Regions from separate parts of the Mus musculus genome. Here regions 1 and 2 are each linked to region 3. A link is a contact called in public Hi-C and promoter capture Hi-C data. All regions are on one chromosome and are shown on one strand. Each heading gives the region's core, a stretch centred on a gene start, on an enhancer-like site or on the middle of the called end of the contact. The rest is flanking DNA. Distances are from core to core; before and after follow the strand shown. Region 1 overlaps Sptlc2 (serine palmitoyltransferase, long chain base subunit 2). Region 2 holds the start of Ahsa1 (AHA1, activator of heat shock protein ATPase 1). Region 3 holds the start of Ngb (neuroglobin).

The links. Hi-C and Micro-C count contacts between places; a contact is called where the count stands out from the background. Capture Hi-C pulls out chosen DNA fragments and counts their contacts.
Region 1: a Hi-C map of embryonic stem cells shows a contact between it and region 3, with 2.0 times the contacts expected there. The contact joins the enhancer-like site here to the promoter of Ngb in region 3. A contact is called at or near these places in 9 of 39 promoter capture datasets (the C10 cell line, embryonic stem cells, frontonasal cranial neural crest and 4 more), 1 of 15 datasets of contacts at CTCF or cohesin (pro-B cells), 4 of 484 Hi-C or Micro-C datasets (cortical neurons, embryonic stem cells, liver and 1 more), 2 of 115 datasets of contacts at active chromatin or transcription factors (embryonic stem cells and large pre-B cells) and 3 of 9 other capture datasets (adipose tissue, liver and pancreatic islet).
Region 2: a contact with region 3 is called in a promoter capture Hi-C map of adipose tissue. The contact joins the promoter of Ahsa1 here to the promoter of Ngb in region 3. A contact is called at or near these places in 7 of 39 promoter capture datasets (embryonic stem cells, frontonasal cranial neural crest, hippocampal neurons and 3 more), 9 of 115 datasets of contacts at active chromatin or transcription factors (the 230-238 cell line, the SCID.adh cell line, SST interneurons and 5 more) and 4 of 9 other capture datasets (adipose tissue, embryonic stem cells, liver and 1 more).

What each region holds. Positions count from the first base shown.
Region 1 is chr12:87,329,753-87,332,452 of GRCm38.p6, reverse strand. The region is part of intron 9 of Sptlc2 (serine palmitoyltransferase, long chain base subunit 2); the gene reads left to right. Among named protein-coding and RNA genes, the nearest start is that of Ism2, 31 kb to the right of the region's middle. Within about 2 kb of position 1,277, at least 45 of the 459 cell types and tissues checked have an H3K27ac peak or open chromatin away from gene starts, as enhancers often do. A contact at or near this core is called in embryonic stem cells and pre-B cells, where this site is marked.
Region 2 is chr12:87,265,334-87,268,033 of GRCm38.p6, reverse strand. It overlaps Ahsa1 (AHA1, activator of heat shock protein ATPase 1), which reads right to left and starts at 1,306. Exons shown (of 9, transcript NM_146036.2): 1 at 1,113-1,306. The coding sequence starts at 1,192. Vipas39 (VPS33B interacting protein, apical-basolateral polarity regulator, spe-39 homolog) reads left to right here and starts at 1,748. Exons shown (of 20, transcript NM_001142580.1): 1 at 1,748-1,882.
Region 3 is chr12:87,101,156-87,103,855 of GRCm38.p6, reverse strand. Ngb (neuroglobin) reads left to right here and starts at 1,317. Exons shown (of 4, transcript NM_022414.2): 1 at 1,317-1,684. The coding sequence starts at 1,596.

The sequences.
Region 1 (2,700 bases), core at 28-2,527, 230 kb before region 3:
GATTCACGGAGAAAACATGCTCTAGAAGGACTATGTTCTAGGACACCGTTCCCAGACTCCACTGAGGAATGATGGAACAAGACAAAGAGGTTTAACATTGTGGAGCTTAAAACCAGGAAAGGCAGACAAAACCCAGCACTGCTTCCTGGGAGTAGGAGGCTGGGGAGGGAGCATTTTTATTTCTATTAAAGTTGCATGTTCCTATATTGGTTTTTTAATAGAGCTTTAAAATAATTCATTAAGCATATTAAATCCTGCTTAAAATGAGATTCAAAGTGAGATGGTCTGTGCTGCTGTTAGGAGAAGAGTGCTGCTCAGAAAGCTGCAGCCAGCCAGGGAGGAGGAGCTACAGTTCTGCTCGCCTTTACTGCTCCGTTTCCTTCCTCCTGGCCAGCCTTCCCGTGTCCCCTAGAATTACTGTCATTGTTGGCTCTCTTTCACTGTCAATATCAAGTAAGAGCAGGTGAGTAGAAGAGTCCGGGGAAGTTCTGAAAAGCCCACCAAATCCGGAGAGCTAGCTTGTCCTTCATGCATCACTGACCACATTCTGTAGTGGATTTTAGATCCAAGACCTTTTTAATGAATCAAAATATCCATAAAAATCAACTAAGATGTTTAAAAAAATTCCAGAACTGCAATTGGATGTAAAATAATTTAGTGCTTTGTGTACAGTGTTTTTCACGTGTAGTTGGATGCTACCACCATGGCCACATCAAAGACAAAGTGAGTTGGATACATGCATTTAACAGGTGGCTTTTACAGGGACTGCACAACGCACTTCCATATGGAAAACTTCACTGCACTTGGCTTCTAAAGAACCTAGGTAAATTCTGTTACTGCTGTAGAACTTGGGTAGGCTGAAGTTTAATTAAACTCAGGTTTGGCCTGTTTGAATTAACCCAGCAATAGACTTGCTAATGAGGTGTTAAATGATCCAGCAACTAATTTAGGAGATGGCAAGTGCTGTCTTTGAAGAAGCATCTGTATGATCTTGTAGAGAACTGCATGCTACTCAGGACGTTTGACCCACCTTAGCACTGCCTTCCGAGCCCAGGAGCGATTGCTTCCTGCTTTGTCCTTTATTACTGTGTTTTAATGAAGATTGTTTAGAAACCTATCCAGATCAGTGGGGGAGAGGAGGCAATGAGCCAAGCCCAGCGATTAGAAGAGGAGAGAGGCAGAGCGAATTTTCTGGTGAATGGTTTCATCCCTACCTTGCACATTTGAGCAGTTACTCCAGTGCTGAGCTCTAGGCCAGACCCCCTGTCCTGTGCCTTAGTGCCTAGAGCACTGCTGTCAAGACATGTTTGTGTCAGCATTTATCAGGGACCAGCTCTGTGCTGGAGTTGAACAAGATGTGCTCTGTGCCTTTGAAAACAGCCTTTGAGTGGCTCCGTGAGATGCCTGGGAAGAACTAGTCTCGACAAGAAACTTTCTCCTTGGTTCACCTTGCTCCTTTCTTAATTCTCTGCGCCCTTCTCTCTGCCTTCTCTGCCTTACACACCATGTCCTCTATGAAACTTAATGTGTAAATTATTTGAAGCAAAGATCTAACCTGCTTAAGCAAACTTTAAGTGAGTCGCCCCCGCCCCCGTGGAGTCTTTTATCGCTTACCAAAAATTAAAGGAAAAAAACTCCTTCATTGTCTAACACAAAGGCCTTTTAGCCAACGGCTTTAACTTTTTAAAATCAATAAGCATTAAGACTGCTTTACAGGTGAGGAAATTTGAGCCCACATGTGGGCCAAGTCCTCTCTGTACCTTGTTCCAAATAGGATGTGGTTTTTTAGTCCATCTGCTTCTACTTCGGGCCATATTTAATGTTTTATTAAAGCAAACTGTTTTATGACCTATTTCTAATTTTCTTATTCTGTTCAGCTAATTTTCCACAAAACACCCAATTTTTCTAGTGAATACTCAGCATGACAGATGACAGGGTGGGGGTGGGGATTTGACCGCCTACTTCCTCTCCCTGACTCAGCAACCGGTTCACCAAGAGCTTTTCCTTCTTCCACTCTCATCTCCTTTTTAAAATCCAAATGCAAATAAGTTTTTTATAGTAGGAAACTCATTTTTGTTTCTTCTTTCAGTCAGTTTGAAACTGGCTATTAAGATGCCCACAAGCATCAGACTTTAAGCTAGTTTTTGAACAGAAGTACACTTGGCCATAAAATGGAACTTTGTTCTTAGTAGAAAACCTAAAGAAGGCACTTGGGTTCCCCTGGGGTAGGCATGGAGCCCTGAACCAGAGGCCCCTCATTTGGAAATGTGGTTGCATGCTGTGGGGAGGCTAAGCTCTTAAATATTCAAAGGTTAAAGCAGGTAAATTTCCTTAGCTCTATTTTAATTATTTGGAAGCTTTATCTTATAGTCAGATTTTTTTCTCTACAGTTTTGTGTTCATTTATTTGAGCTAACACACAGTTTCGCTTTCTACTCATCGTTTTGGGTTTGTGACCGATGTGGCCTTGTCTGTGGTGAAGAACATACCTGACTTTGCACACCACCACATGATTGACTGGCATTGCTTCTTTTCTCCCAGAAGAGTTGGTCACAGGAGTCCTTCATCTTTATGAATCTGTTGTTGCACAACTACTTTGTATATGCCAGTAACGAGATACTGAGACCAGTTATCTTCTGACAGCTTAATAACCAGAAATGAGAATATGCCTAAGGGTTGAATCTGTATTAATTGTTTCCTG
Region 2 (2,700 bases), core at 57-2,556, 160 kb before region 3:
GAATGTCCACAAACATGCTACTTTTAGGAATCCAAAGGGGTGGCGAGTTGTCAACAAAGAGAGGTGCTGTGCAAACCAAGTTAATACTTTCCAGTCTTAGCACAATGAGCCTTGACCGTTAAAATGGCGCCCCCATTTGGCCAAGAAGAAAGATGTGACCATACTGCTTAAGTCAGGAGAGCAAAGACAAGCAAGCATTTTTGCTAAGAACTTCAGTTTAAAAAAACAAAACAAACCAACAATAATGCTAGCCTCATTAACAGTGTTGTGTCCCGTTCAGTGTTCAAACTTTGCCCTACACATCCTACATCCTCTAGACAGTGTCACAAAGTCCACAAGAAAAATTACATCAAGTAGAATGTTAAAAAGAGACAGGTTGAAGGGGGAAAAAAAAGACGGTAAAAATCAATTCTTTGCCCTTCTAGTACAGCTATTTAAAAATCAAAAAGCTATAACTGAGGAAAAAAAATATAATGTCTGTAAAGTTCAGTGGCACTCCAAATAACTTTGTTTCCAGAAGATTTCTGAGAGATGAGGCAGCTTCCAAGACCGGTTAGGCTGTAAAATCATGACTGCCGGGCAACCTGGAGTTGTTACAACAGAACTTAACAGTTCCGGGTAGGAGACTGCATTGCGTTCAGCATCCCGAAGCTCCAAGTGCCCTGCAGATCACGTTCCAAAGCTTCTCACGCTGGACTGAGGCAGTAGTCCCCTATGACTTTTGCTTTCACTGTAACCCGCAAACCAACAACTACCGCGCCTGGAGCTCTCGAATTCCCCAGCAGACTCCCAACACAATCGGCAGGGGTCTGGATCTCAAGGACGCCTGCGGCCACGTGTAGGAAGTATCACCCGGCTCAGGCTGGATGCAGCAACTAGGGCACTCTGTTCTCGCTCTGAAATTCCTCCTTGGGGACTCAGCAGTCCATGTCGAACCCATCGCCCCTAAGACTGTGATGGTGGCGAGGGATGGAGGGGACCCCTGCTACAGAAAGGACTCACGCCCAACCCCAGGCCAGGGTTACTTGGGTCCCGTACTCGCCAAGGTCCCAGACACCTCCAACCCCTAGCCTGTTAACAGTGCTCCTGCGGCCTGTCTTGCTGGCCCATACCAGTGCCAGTTGTTGACGTTGGTGGCGTCCGCCCGCTCCTCCACGATCCAGCGTGGGTCTCCCTCACCCCACTTGGCCATCAGCTCACTTATCGCACCGCTACCAGCTCCCAAGCAGCCGCAGCCACAGCCTGAGGACCGCTCGGTCCCAGCCGCCTGGCAGCGCCTGGAAACTACTAGAAGCAGCACAGCACCTCCTGGCTTGCTTTTCCCTCCACCCCAACCCCCTCCCAGCCTTAACTTCCGGCTCCTCCTCGCTCTTACCGGGTACTTCCGTTCCAGCTCGCCGAGCCGTAGGTTCCGTAACTTCTGGCGTTCCTTCCAGCTCTCTCAGTTTATCTTAAAAGCTCTTAAGTCTAGGCCCTCAAGATCCTAATCCCCACCGGCTAGGACACAAAATATTCCTCTCATTGTCTCCTTGGGCCCTAAACCGACCTTGCTGAGCCTGATGGGAGTTGTAGTCTTTAAACCAACCCTTCCGATAACTGCGGAAGGTCATGCTGAAAGTAAAGGAAATGACCTAGCACTATGCGCTAGTATTTCTGGGAATGCTAGTCCAGAAGCCTCGCGGCCCGCAGGGAGGACGAAAGAATGATAGAGGTTATGGAACTACAACTTCCAGGATGCTTTGCGGGTATTCCTTTCACCTTCTTCAGACTCTTCTCCGCTGTCCCCTTCTGCTCTTCTCTATGCCTCACAGCCTGTTTAGAAAGGCTGGTCCAGCGGCTGAGCCTGGCGCTGTCCTGAGAAGGAGCGCTCGGTGTGGAAGAGGTGAGGGTGTCCCAAGCCCCTGTCTAGGCCTCGTGTCTAGGTGAACCCACCCTCTCCGCACCCTTTTCTTTCCCTGTCTTTTCTGAGGCATCCTTACACTCTCACTCCGACCTTCTTCTGTCGGGACCACTCTTGGGAGCTCCGAGATGGGGCTTTCCAGCAAGCCTCAAAGCAGCTTACTCAACATTTGGTTCTGAATATGTCTTCTCAGGCACCCTCTAGGCTCTGGTGTTTGTGGTAGATGCGTGGTTTCCTGGACCTTGCTCCTGTAATCCAATCTCTCAGGTCTTTGTTCTCAAACATCGCCTTAAAAACCTAGCTTAACTTCCAGTAGCTGGTTTCTACAGTACCCTGAGGCAAGGAACCTCTTGGTTGTAGGGTTTTGGTTTTTGGTTTTGTTTTGTTTTGTGTTTTAAACGGGTCCTGTTTTCCCTATGTCGTGTTCCCGTCCTCTCGCATCTGTCCCCCTATCCATGTCAGACTGTCAGTGTACAGGTGACGATAAGATCAAATCTCGGAAGCATTTTAAATCACGTTGAAGCCCGCTTTCCTTTGAGCATTCTTAGAGTTATAAATTGTTACCATTTTACTTACCACGTAAATCACGGTCTCTTTTGTCACTCGAAATACAATGTATCCACTACTGTAAAAAGAGTCTTAAGAATTCTTGGTGAAGTACTAAGTTTGTTAGACATATTCTCTACCTATTTCTAGTTACCATTGTAAAGATCTGTCTAGTTTTCCCAAAAGTGAAAAAAGAAAAGAAAGAGTCTAGGATCCAAAAACCCTGGATTGTAGTTTGGAGTAGAAGTGATTTA
Region 3 (2,700 bases), core at 68-2,567:
CCAAGGGCACTGATTTATATCCATTCGATAAGGACTGTGGAGAGAGAGCTTGCCACTCAATCCCTTCCAGTACATCTGAGGAAGCAGAAGAGACTCAAAGATAGTGAAAGATAAAGGGAGTGTGTCCTCCAAAGCCTGGGCCCCTGGAAAGAACAGTCATGCTTGAAAGAGAACAACACAGCTACCTGGAAGGTGGCCAGCTGCACACTCCGAGTGGCAAACACAGGACCTACCTGAACTACGTTTAGAAAATAGTGTTTTGTGTTTCTTCCTCAGTTGCTCCAGCTAATTTTTTGGGACAGTCTCTCACTGTCCTTAGAGGTCAATGTCTTGCTAGCGGAGCCCTAGAAATCCTACAGTTTTCTAACTCTCAGTGCTCCTATTAGAGTCAGGTGGCCTCTTCTTTTTTTTTTTTTTTTTTTTTTTTTTTGAGACAGTTTCTCTACAGAACCCTGGCTGTCCTGAAACACACTGAGATCTGCCTGCCTCTGCCTCCTCAGTACTGGGATTAGACCACTACTCCAGCTCTGTGTATGTGTGTGTTCACAATTGCTGAAAGGATGCCCATTGGACCATCCCCAGCACCTCGTTTCTTAGTTTTGACTTTGGAGGGTGTTGGGGGTTTACTTGTTTGGGGTTCATATCACCATTTTCAGTAGGTCGTGCGATGGCAGAACATGACGTTAACTCCATGAATGTGTACGCAGCGCATTACTAGTTACTGTCTGGGGGCTGAGGTGATCCAACAGACCTGAGATTGGAGCCCACACTTGTCTGGAGATGTCTATGTTTTGGCCTCTGCCCCTTAAACTGAGAGAGAGCTTTGGTGAACCCAAAGTTGTGCAAGTACCCAGGGTTTGAGCAGAGGACAGACAGGCAGACCAGTTTGGTGACCTAGGTCCCTCTAGCTGAACTCTAGAGAAGACAGGAGACCATGAGCCCAGGAGATGGCAAACCCGAGAGTTTTTCAGTGGAGAGATGGGACTCACCTTGAACACTGGGCCTCCCAGTCGCTTCATCAGAAATAGGAAGTGATTATTTACTTAGTACTGGAGGGGAATGACACAATTTATGTAGCCCAGACTGGTATTAATCCTTTCAGTTTTCTGCCTCTCAAGGCTGAGATTACAGGCATGTGGCACAAGCCAGTCCAGAGAAGCAGTCATATCATTAGTTTTCAAGACTAAAACAAGCCCAGAGGCTCGGCAATTTCTGTTAGACTCTGAAGCCTGGACATTTCCCAGGCCTCGGGTAGTACCTTCCTAAGGCGGGTGCAGAGGGAGCGCGCAAGCCTCACTGGGCCAGAGTGGGTGGGAGCCACCGTAGCTTTAATGGGCGGTTCTCTGGGAGCTTCGGGGTGTAGGGCGCAGCTGCCCAAGCGGGGTCCCCGGAAGCGCCCGAGGCCAAGCTGGCCGTGCGCATCCTCTGGGCTGGACCAGTAAAGGCGCAGTTGCTGGGCCCCACCCAACTAAGGCACTGGGCCTGGAGGGGGGCTCCCCCGCGTCGCCGAGGAGATGGCGCTGCATGTGCGTTGACTGCACCCACGCCTCGAGGGTCCCATCACTGCGTCCCGCGAGTCTCCTGGGAGAGAGAGCATGGAGCGCCCGGAGTCAGAGCTGATCCGGCAGAGCTGGCGGGTAGTGAGCCGCAGCCCTCTGGAACATGGCACTGTCCTGTTCGCCAGGTGAGAGCTGCGGGGCACTGGGGCGCGAGTGAAGGGGTGCCTAACCGTAGTGGGCTCGAGATTGCTTGGCTTGTCACTGATGGAGGAGAAATTGCCCGCCTGCTGTGGTGCTTCTGAGAGAGGGGTGTGTGCGCAGCGACAGGTGGTGCTGTCCCATCTGCTCTTCCCGGATAGCAGTAGCTCTTATCTGAACTGGTTGAGGTCCGATGGGGTCCTTTACCAGCACCCACAGTGTGGGCAGGTAGATGCAATGCCCCCACTCTCCTCCCATTGTTATCTCAGTGTCCCGTGGCTAGTAAATGCAGGGCCACTCACAGGAGCTGGGCCGGTAGGAGGAAATGAGTGACTCAAAGGGCTAGTTAGTGTATGCAGGCACCTAGAACGGTAGAACGGACCCCGTTCCCGCTCGAATGGAAGGAGACCATGTAGTCCTGGCCCAGGAGAACTCAAGTTCAGCTACCAGTAAGATGAGAAAGCACAGGCTTAGGACCAGAGAAGCTCCAGGAGGGAGGCATCCAGTCTCACCGCCCCCCCCCCGGGGGGGGAGGGGAGGTAGAGAGAGAGAGAAGGAGGGAGGGAGGGAGGGAGGGAGGGAGGGAGAGAGAGAGAGAGAGAGAGAGACCACCCCACAGAAAGCCTGCTGGTTTTCAGCTTCACCTCAGGCTCTGTCACCAAAGGGCCACACTCCCTCATCGCAGCTCCCTAGGCCAGCTCAAAACTTTCAAACAGGACTTTACAAAGCCTCTTCCAGATGGAAAGGGAATAAATTCAGTGACACAAAAGAGTTACACAAAAATGCAAGCTCTCCCCAGCGAGGCTGAAGTTTTTTTGGTTGTGCCAACTGTATTTTTCTAAACTCATTCCCCCAGATTCTGATACCCACTGTGGCTTTACTGTGTAACTTAAGGCAGCTTGCTTAACAAACTCTCTGAGCTTCTGTTTCTTCCTTTGAACTCACTGCTTAACTGTATGGGGGGGGGGGGGGCAGTGCTCAATCACAGTTAACCACATGGGAA